Regions from separate parts of the Gossypium hirsutum genome. Here region 1 is linked to region 2. A link is a contact called in public Hi-C data. All regions are on one chromosome and are shown on one strand. The core of a region is the stretch at or near the end of the contact, and the rest is flanking DNA. Distances in the headings are between cores, read along the strand shown. Region 1 holds the start of LOC107955304 (indole-3-glycerol phosphate synthase, chloroplastic). Region 2 holds the start of LOC121231911 (ribulose-1,5 bisphosphate carboxylase/oxygenase large subunit N-methyltransferase, chloroplastic).

Region 1 (5,188 bases), core at 235-2,734, 170 kb after region 2:
GGTTTTACCTGGATTGAAACATACTCTAAAATATCAAAACTTCCTCCCAACCATAATTCCAAGAAGACAACTTTAATCTTATATAAAAAAATATATGGAAGGTTAGTTCACTCTTTCTCTAAGGTTTTACCCGGATTAAAACATACTCTAAAATATCAAAATTTCCTCCCAACCATAATTCCAAGAAGACAACCTTAAATCTTATAGAGTATCTATACTTGTATTATCTTATAAACCATGCAAGAGATAGAAAGCTGACAAATGTTTACTGAAAAATATTTGATTAATTCATTAATAACATCATAAATATACCAGATGGTGTTTATAAATTCCAACCCTCAAACCTCACTAGCGGGTTTTCATCAGCAGGACATTTTATGACTCCTCTAATCTCGTTGGGGGAAGAACCTCAATTTTATGACAAATCCAAGTCAAATTTTCGTATCAAATAGTAAGTATCATAAACGCGGTTAGATGATTGATAAATGTACCATTAGATATATTTATTTATAAAATAAGTATATTATTAAATTAGGATAATTTTCTTCCAAAAAGCATGGACTAGAAATAAAGAAAGGTACTTAACTGGGTCAAAATTCTCTCTGAGAATTCCTCTGCTAGGCGAAGCCTTCTTAACTTCAGCAATTAAACCAGGCAATCCAGTCCGCAAATGGGCAGCTTTAAGAGACCCGACGAAATCTCTAGTTGGAGGTGCATTCTCGATAACCTTCTTCAATGAAAGCAAAGGCTTCTTCTCTTTCATCTGCCAAACCCAAAAAATCATTATATCACCATACAGTTAAAAAAAAAGGCAAGGACGAATACCTTGACCTGATTAAAATTGTAAAAAATAAAATTAAAAAAATTTACTTGGGAAACTTCCACATCTTTGTGCCAAACTATTTCTTCAAGAATGTTACGAGGAGTGTTTCCCTCATTCTGTAAACGGAATTCGAAGGGACCCACGTAATGCAAAGGCGGACCCGACGGTGGACGCCGCCGTATTCTAATCCCTTGACTCGCTGCGACTTCGTTTTGCAACATTCCAACTTCCCATTCCCTTACCTTCAAAGAATCTTCCTCACCTTCTTTTCCCGGAAATATCGTCCCCGACTACACACAAATTTTATTTTAGAAAGAAGAGTATTAGATTCAATGTGTGTAAGTAAAATGATTATTATTAATAACCTGTTGAGCTCGAATGGAGGGAAAATGGAATCGCCGATGCTGAAGGTCCATTGAGGAGCGTCTGAGGAAGAAATTAGGTCGCTGATTAGGGGAAGGAATAGAGTGGAAGGAAATTCCAGAAGCTGTTTTCATTGAAACTAATCCCTCCATTTTTGCAATTGATGGAAACCCTAGCTCCTGCACTTTGATTTTATACACTTTTTACAGTCGAAGTGGGGAACATGAAAGATATATCTGGTATGTATAAATGGTAATTTCTCCAAGATTTTTGTTTCTTTTTTTTAATAAAGATTTTTCTTTCCTTTTATTATTATTATTAATTTCGTCGTTTTATCTGAATGTGTTTTGTTTTTTATGGAAGATACTTTTGGGCTTAATATCAAAATGGTTTCTCAGTTTAATTAAGTAACAAAACGGTATGTGGGAGTGGTGCCTTTCTCGCACATATTTTATTTTATTTAGCGATTCTATTTATATAGATAAAATTATTTTTATATAATAGATATACGGTTAAAATATGGGTCAAACTTTGACTCATGACCGGCCCGCGTAAAATGACTTCACTTGAACTGGCGACAATAGTTATACCTCCTTGATAGGCGACACTGGTTCTAATCATTCGTCTTCTTCGTCGCGCCTGTACATTATAACTTTTCAGTATTTAGTCCCTGAAAAAAAAAAGAGAGAATGAGAGACCTTATAAACATGGTCACAAGAAGGGTCTCGCAATGAGAAAAAAAAAAGGGAAAGATAAGTGAGGAAGGGGAAGAAAGAAAGAAAGAAAAAGAAAAAAAAAAGTATGTATTATTTTAGTAATTAATATTTTTTAATTTAAAGGGATTAATTATTTTATATTGTTTTTATTATTAATTATTATAAATTGTTTGTGTTTAGTTTGGTGTTTTGTTATTTTTTTTATAAATGTTATTTTTTAAATTATTTGAAAGTAATTTTGTTAATAATTTATGATTAGGTTATAAATTGTTTGTATTTAGTTTAGTGTTTTATGAATTAATATTAATGTAAAATTTTTTTAAAAAAAATTATAGTTATTTTGTTAATAATTTATGATTAGGTTATAAATTATTTGTGTTCAGTTTAGTGTTTTGTGATTTTTATGAATGTAAATTTTTTATTTTTAATTATTTTATAGTTATTCTGTTAGTAATTTATGATTAGGTTATAAATTTTTTGTGTTTAGTTTAGTTTTTTGTGATTTTTCATGAATGTAATTATTTTTTTTGTATTTTTAAAATTATTTGAAAGACATTTTGATAGTAATTTATGGTTAGGTTATAAATTGTTTGTATTTAATTTAATGTTTATTGTGATTTTTTATGAATGTAAAATTTTTTGTTTTTTTTAATTATTTGAAAGTTATTTTATTAGTAATTTCTGATTAGGTTATAAATTATTTGTATTTAGTTTATTTTATTGTGATTTTTTATTAATTTAATTTTTTAAATTATTTTGAAGTTATTTTGTTAGTAATTTATTATTAGGTTATAAATTATTTGTGTTTAGTTTAGTGTTTAATGTGACCTGTTATAAATGTAATTTTTTGTGTTTTTTAAATTATTTTAAAGTTATTTTGTTAGTAATTTATGATTAGGTTATAAATTTTTTGTTTAGTTTAATGTGTATTGTGATTTGTTATAATGTAATTTTATTTGTTTTTGATTTATTTGATAATTTTTTTATTTATTGAAATGTTGATTAAATTTGTTTTTATATAATTTTATAGGTTGTTTGAAAGAAGCTAAACATGTATGTTTCTATTTTATTTTTTGTCGATTCGTATGTTTTTTATGTTTAGATATTTTATGTTTATTTTAATTATATTATTATAAACTAACATAATTTTTTTATGTAGGTAAAATATGAGAATTTATGAGATATTTTTTATTGTGTTTTTTCCTGTGTTTTTTTTTTGTTACTCAAATTCCAAATTATTTACTGTGCTTTTTGCAGCAAATTAAATGAATTCTTTTTTTTAATTGTAGATTTGCAACAAATAGGTTCTTTGATTAATAATGATGATCGTATATCAAGTACTATTAATGAGATGATAATAAAATTGTTATTTGTCACTCACGTCATTTACGAAATTAAATTAGATTATATTAACTATTTTGCTAATTTAATAATGTCAAGGCTCGTACCGCGCATTGAAGGGTCGTGTTTATAGTATAGGCTATCCGCTAGATGAACGTCTAATGCCATACTTGGAGTTAGCCAGATCCGGATCAGTGGCATTGATCCGGACCTTTGATCTGCTATATGACTTAATATCTGCTTTGATAGAGCGATGGTGTCCGGAGACCCACACATTTCATTTGTCATGTGGAGAGTGCACCATCACTCTACAAGATGTTGCACTGTAGCTCGGGCTCCCCATCAACGGGAATGCGGTCATAGGCGTAAATTAGATCTTTAGATCGGCCGCCCTTTGCTATAACTTACTTGGACGCTTGCCTAATGAGGGAAAATTTACGGGTTTGAGGTTTTCATGGCTAAAGGCCAGTTTCAAGCATATACCGAGTACTGCCAGTGAATGGGAGGGTGATGCACGCCGTTCAAGCTTACATTATGCACATTATAGGGGGTGTACTTGATGTACTTGCCCCTATTATCTAATTTGCATAACATCCGTTCGTACAGTTGGGGTTCGCAGTGTTAGCTATGTTTTATCGCGAACTTTGTCGGATGACAAATCCTTTTGCGGTGGACATAGGCAGATGCCTCATATTGCTGCAGTCTTAGGCGCTTTATTAGACGCCATTCTTGGCATTGATTAGTCATCAATCATGTAACAGCCTAATTTTCATTGGTGCCGAAAATAGTGATTCGAGATCACTTAATCCGACGAGTGAGTTTAAAATTTTAAATAAATTAACATTTATAAGTCAAGTATGACATTAGAAGTATTTTTGAATTAGTGAATTTTGTGATATAAAAGAATTTATTAGAAAAATTAGGTCGAAAACGAGTTATCAAGACCTCAAATTCATAAACCGAGCCATAAATATTTTTAGAAATATTTATGGAGTTTTATTGACTTAGTATTAAAGTTTCGTTAGGAAATTTTAATGTTTTGATAGTTAATTAATTAAAAAGAACTAAATTGTAAAATGTGCAAAATTTGTTAAAGTGATTAAGTAGCATAAGTGATAATTAAGGGAGGACCAAATAGATAATTTGGCACATGGGTAGTGGTTGGACAGCATGTGGGAAGAAGAAAATAACAAAGCTAGTGTGAACAAGGGGCAAAATTGGAAAAAAAATAAAATTAAATGTTAAAGTTGAATTAAATTGAATTTGTAGACATTTCTTTTTCATTTGTTCATCTAAAAAGGCTGTAGCAGGTCTTCTAAGCTGGTTTTTCATATTTTTACATCATGTGAGTTCAATTCTTGCTTTTTCTTTGTAATTTTTATGTTTTTGTGACTTTTACAATTAGGTCTAACTATTGAATTCATTAGATTTTTGATTCTATGGGTGATTTTGAAAGTTACCATGAATGAGTACTGGAAGTTTATGATGAATTATCATGTATTTGAAGCTTTAATTTCATTATATGATGATTTTATTAAGTGATTTTAATAGAAATTAATTTTTAGGACTTAATTGTGAAAAGTTAAGAATTAGGGTTTGGTGCTAAAATTTTAAATGCCAAAGGCTTTGTAATAGTCTAAAATGATTAGGTAAAGTGTTAATTGAGAAAAATAAACTCACTTGATGAGTTAATTGATCAGGGATTAAATTGTAAAAATTGTAAAATTTGGGGTAAAAGTGTAATTTTGAAAATTTAAAGGCATAAATTGTGAGGTGAATTAGATGCTAATGAATGTAAAATTTTATGTTATAGACCAAGAGCTCAAAGAAAGTCGTGGAAAAGAGAAAATAGTTAATTAGTCCATGAATTTTCTACAACTTTTGCAAACTACACTAGATAAGTTCATATGGTTGAATTTTATGATTGATTGTTAAAATTAGAGAT
Region 2 (5,516 bases), core at 71-2,570:
TAAATGTTTTCCAGGGCCCTGGTGCTGGAACTAGCTCTGACTTACCTCTTGCAGGTGCAATTGCTGATAGTCAGTCAGGCATGTTCTATTTTTCTTGCTCTTGATTTTTTTCTAGTCATATATTGCAATAGTTTATTTTTTACTTGATTATTTCTTTTATTTATGTATATTTAGTCATATAGTATTTTTAGATAATGCCCCATGGTCTATCTAGAGCAACATGATGATATGGTAGATTTTCCACAGGTGAAGAGACCAAATCTTCTGGTTGGTCTTCAGCAGATCCTACACGCATGAGGCATTCTGGCCTGATTGCGAATTCTAGAAGTTTAGCTAAACAAAAATGTCCAGTAGCTAATGATCTTTCTGCTACTAAAGATCCTATGGTGATAATTAGTATTATTTTGTATTTTGTATTTGGGCTATGACTATTTGACCAAAACTGTCATTATATTTTGTATTTGACCAGTAGCTAATGATCTTTCTACATGCATGTGAATTTGTTCATTATATTTTGTATTTGGGCTATGACTATTTGACCAAAACTGTCATAGCCTCCAAGTTGTTGGTGAATTTCAATTTCAGTTATTTTGGTTGGGATTTATCAGTAATAAATTATGTGAATATATCTTATGAAATTATTCATAATCTTTTTTCACTATTAAATACAAAGATAAACACACTCTATGCAATTTATGTTCTTCTACAATCTAGATAATTCACATTCTCTTATTCTTGCAACAATATGAATGCTAATCAAATGACACATACTTAAGGGAGGGCAAGAAAAATAATTGAAATACAAACAACACAAAAAACAAAAAAAAACATAATAATAATTATAATTTTTAAATTTATATAATAATAATTATATTAAGAATTTTATTAAATTATTTATTATTTTTATTAAATTATTTTTAATAATAAATTTTATTAAAATTTAATAACAATAACAATAATAATCTACTTAAAAAAATTCTGCTAAGGGTATTTTGGTCATTTTAATTTTTTTTATGCTATTACAACATCATTTCATTCAACCAAACACAAAAATACTATACATTTTTATTACATTTCATTCAACTAAACAGTTAAATTACTTATTACAATTATATTTTATTACAACTCTATTCCATTATAACGAACTGTTAGTATTTTAAAGACTTGAGCGGCTCAACCTTCCGTACGATTTTTAAAACATTGGTTATTATATTTCTGTTATCTGCTTTATTATCTTCTGTTTCGATAATTAAATAAAAATAAAAATAAAAAAGGTAAAAACAAATTAAAAGAGAGGAAATGAAAAATGAAACGCCTCGTTTGAGAACATTAAAAACCGCGCATATAATGATAACTGTCGAAAACGACCAAAGCCCTCAGAGCCTCTCGCTTGGGATTCTCTTCTTTCCCAACCTTTCCTTCTCTATCAGATAAGGTAATCCCTTCTCAGTTCCCGGCCATGGCGGAAGCTTCTAGAATCTTCCATTCAACACTCTTTCCAACACTCTCTCTACAACTCAGCAAGCCATGTTACAATTCTCACGTTTACCCTTCACTCTCTCTCAAGAAAGCACCACGTCCAGTTCAATGCTCAGTTTCCACAAGCGAAACCAAATCGACGTCGTCGAATGCGACCCAGGAAGTGCCTTGGGGCTGCGACATTGATTCCTTGGAGAACGCAGAGGCGCTTCAGAAATGGCTTTCGGATTCAGGGTTGCCTCCCCAGAAGATGGCCATAGACAAAGTGGCAGTAGGGGAGAGAGGATTGGTTGCTTTGAAGAATGTCAGGAAGGGTGAGAAGCTTCTCTTTGTACCTCCCTCGCTTTTCATCACTGCAGATTCAGTAAGATATCAGCACCAATTTTTTAATTTTCCTTACCATCTTTCGTAGCAAAAAGAAATTGGGTTTAGGTATTATATCCTTTCATGGGTCCAAAAGTTCCTTTCTGAAATATTTCTATTTAAGTGGTTTGAAGTTCATAGTTCTTTAATTTAGTTTCCAAGTGCTGCTGTGATTGTTGTGTGGCAGGAGTGGAGTTCCCCTGAGGCTGGTCAAGTATTAAAACAGTATTCCGTTCCAGATTGGCCATTGTTAGCAACCTATCTTATTAGTGAAGCAAGTGCCCAAAAATCTTCAAGATGGTGCAATTATATTTCAGCCCTTCCTCGGCAACCCTATTCACTTTTATACTGGTGAGTTTATTTTAATTCAGTTCTTCTTTCACATGGTAAGAGCTCTTAAAAAGAGTTTTTATCTTGCTACAGGAAAAGGGTCTACTCTCAGATTTTCTCTCTACAGCCTCTCTGTATTGTTTCAGGACACGTGCAGAGCTAGACAGGTATCTTGAAGCATCTCAGATAAGGCAGCGGGCTATCGAAAGAGTTACTGATGTTATAGGAACGTATGTCTCCTTACTGTTACTCTTGTTGGTCTCTGCTTTTCTATTTCTGCTGACATATCCCGAGTATACAGAGTTCCAATTTGCTTCTAATCATTTGATCTCATGTTTCATGTAGATACAATGATTTAAGACTTAGGATATTTTCCAAGTATCCTGATATATTCCCGGAAGAGGTACTTACTCTATAGTTAACAACTACTTTTCCGCTATGTTAGTGTACTTTGAAACATTCATCTGCTGATGCCGCCGCACTATGAACATCTTTATGTGTAGATGATAGCAGGTCTTTTAGTTCAATCACAAGCAAGTATCACTTTCTTATCCGAGCTTTTATACTTGAGCAAAATTAGTAGGGTAATTAAGTTTGTTTGTATTAATATTGTATTCCCAACTTTTCTTTGCAAGTATCCTGCATTCTTTAAATTAAGGTTTTAGATTGAGAAGAGACGTTGGATTCAACCCCAATGCATTGAATCTGAATTTCAAGGACTCTGCTTATTTCTTGTGGTTCATGAAAGAGCCCTCTTTTTATTTTTTACTATAAATCTGCAGGTATTCAATATGGAGACATTCAGATGGTCCTTTGGCATTCTTTTCTCACGATTGGTAAGTAAGCTTATTTAGAAATGGATGTTTACGTAATCAGCTCTGTGTTTGCAATTCGAAACATGGCTGGGGTTTTGAACGAGTTATTTTCCATTTTGCGAAAAGTTTGGTAATTTGTTTTGAAGCGTAAACTGATCCCACAATGCTGTCTAGAATTAAGTGATTTATCAAAGTAAGCAAATTCATAATTTTATGTTTTCTTATCGCTCTCTACTTTTATAAATTATAGACCTGGTTACTTGGAAAATGGTTACACATGCAAGAAGCACTATAAAATGATTGAGAAGCCTAGATTCTTTCTTTTTCTTTTTTTAAAGAATAAAGTATATGAAACTATATATCTCTGCCACAAAAATTAATCTCAGAGGGAAATAAATCGCTATATTTTTCAAGCTTCCTTTTAAACCACTTATATATGCGACTTCATTTACAAAATTCTTCATAATAAATGTCCTGTAAGGTTTAGAGAAAAGGTATATGGATGGTTGATTTAAAAGGACGGAAAAGCTAAAAACATCAATTCTGTTTTTCTGTTATAATTCAGGTAAGGCTACCTTCAATGAATGGAAAAGTTGCATTGGTTCCTTGGGCAGATATGCTCAATCACAGCTGTGAGGTATAGAAAGATCTTTCGCAGTTAAGTATGCATAAGAAAAATGTAATTAATCCAAGTACCTTGTTTTTCTCTGGTTAAGGTGGAAACGTTTTTGGATTACGACAAATCATCACAAGGTGTTGTCTTTACAACAGATCGAGCGTATCAGCCTGGTGAGCAGGTACATGAGATTCTCGCATAAAATATACTATTTTTTCACAGGGGGAAAAAAAGCTTGCATATATATATTCCAGCTACCTATGAGCATACATGCTCATGGTGGTTTGCAAGCAAGCACACTATATATATCCTATATTCCTCCATATTTAGACACTTCTCACTGACACTATATTTGCTTGATATATATTTGAACCTTAGGAGTAACATTTTATGTAATTTCTTCTTAATGATCATAGATTTCCAGTGGTAACCTGTTGTATGCATGGGCAGCTTCAAAGTTTGGAGTTTGGATCAATAATGTCATGCTAGTTGGCAAAGTTTCAAATGTCTAAAGATGGGTTACACCATTTTATGCAGGTTTTCATATCATATGGAAAAAAATCTAATGGAGAGCTGTTGTTATCTTACGGATTTGTTCCAAAGGAGGGCACTAATCCTAGTGATTTGGTAGAGCTACCTCTATCCCTTAAAAAATCTGATAGATGCTATAAGGAGAAGTTGGAAGCTCTGAAGAAGCATGGATTATCTGCGTAAGCCGGATAAATATTTTTCCAGGATTATTAGATTTGATTCATTGAGGACTTAATTTTAAGTTATTCTGATTCTTATCTATATAGTTAAACTATTGGCAATCATATCTTTATCTTCTGAAAAAGCTTAAATTCAATTCTGCAACATTATGTACGATTTATTTCATTGTCTATATAACTTATTCTTACATTTTAATTTCTTATTCTTAAAATCTTAACCTTTTTGGCAGTTCTCAGTGTTATCCCATACAAATCACTGGTTGGCCATTGGAGTTAATGGCATATGCTTACTTGGCAGTCAGTCCCCCAAGCATGAGCAAGCAGTTTGATGAGGTTTGAGAACTCTACCACCTAATTTACAGAGTTTAAAGAAGTTCCATTACTGAATTCGTTGGCCTTTGCTTCTCCAGATCGCCGCTGCAGCATCAAATAAATCTACTATCAAAAAGGACTTAAGATACCCTGATATTGAAGAAAAAGCACTGCAATTTATTCTCGATAGTTGTGAATCAAGCATATCAAAGTACTCCAAGTTTTTGCAAGTTAGGAAAAAATCTTTTTTAAGACCTAAAAAACTATTCATGAATTGGAATTACCTCAACCGGCAACCGCGGAAAATTTTTTATTCTAAAGGACTGAATTCAACCTGAGCTTCAAATATCTTTAAGTCAGTAAGTCGTACTTATTATTATTATTCTTTCTACAGGCAAGTGGCTCTATGGATTTGGATGTGACATCTCCGAAGCAGTTGAATCGAAGAGTGTTTCTGAAACAGCTAGCAGTAGATTTATGTACAAGTGAGCAGAGAATACTATTTCGCGCTGAATATGTAAGACTACACTTTCTTCGCTTTTTCATATTTCTATTTAAGGTTTTAAATCCATCACTGTTGATGTGTGTTTCACAACTGATCACTTATATCCTGTGGTTTGAACTTTAAACTCTCTCAATGTATGCTAAGTTTTCAGTTAGTAATCTGCTTAGGCTGTGTTTTTCCCTTGTTACTGACCGAAGTTGTCCATTTTTTATTGCTTGAAAATTAAATGCCTTATATTCTGTCATCGAATCTAATCAATTATTTTCACTGAGTTATGCCCGAGTATGCCAAGGATTCATCGGTGTGTGCTGCATGTTCTAGGTTGCCATGCATGCGTGCGCTACTTTGAAATAAATGCTTACATGCAACTTCCTGATCGGCCTAAT

What was found. A called contact is a pair of places that touch in the nucleus more often than the background predicts.
Region 1: a Hi-C map of leaf shows a contact between it and region 2, with 1.8 times the contacts expected there. The contact joins the promoter of LOC107955304 here to the promoter of LOC121231911 in region 2. A contact is called at or near these places in 2 of 34 Hi-C or Micro-C datasets (both in leaf).

Annotation. Positions count from the first base shown.
Region 1 is chrA07:54,535,073-54,540,260 of Gossypium_hirsutum_v2.1, forward strand. LOC107955304 (indole-3-glycerol phosphate synthase, chloroplastic) reads right to left here and starts at 1,485. Exons shown (of 10, transcript XM_016891041.2): 1 at 1,189-1,485; 2 at 871-1,113; 3 at 587-763. The coding sequence starts at 1,338.
Region 2 is chrA07:54,362,386-54,367,901 of Gossypium_hirsutum_v2.1, forward strand. LOC121231911 (ribulose-1,5 bisphosphate carboxylase/oxygenase large subunit N-methyltransferase, chloroplastic) reads left to right here and starts at 1,321. Exons shown (of 12, transcript XM_041116966.1): 1 at 1,321-1,793; 2 at 2,030-2,193; 3 at 2,319-2,402; 4 at 2,518-2,575; 5 at 2,955-3,008; 6 at 3,553-3,624; 7 at 3,704-3,784; 8 at 4,141-4,313; 9 at 4,544-4,646; 10 at 4,724-4,855; 11 at 5,020-5,142. The coding sequence starts at 1,782.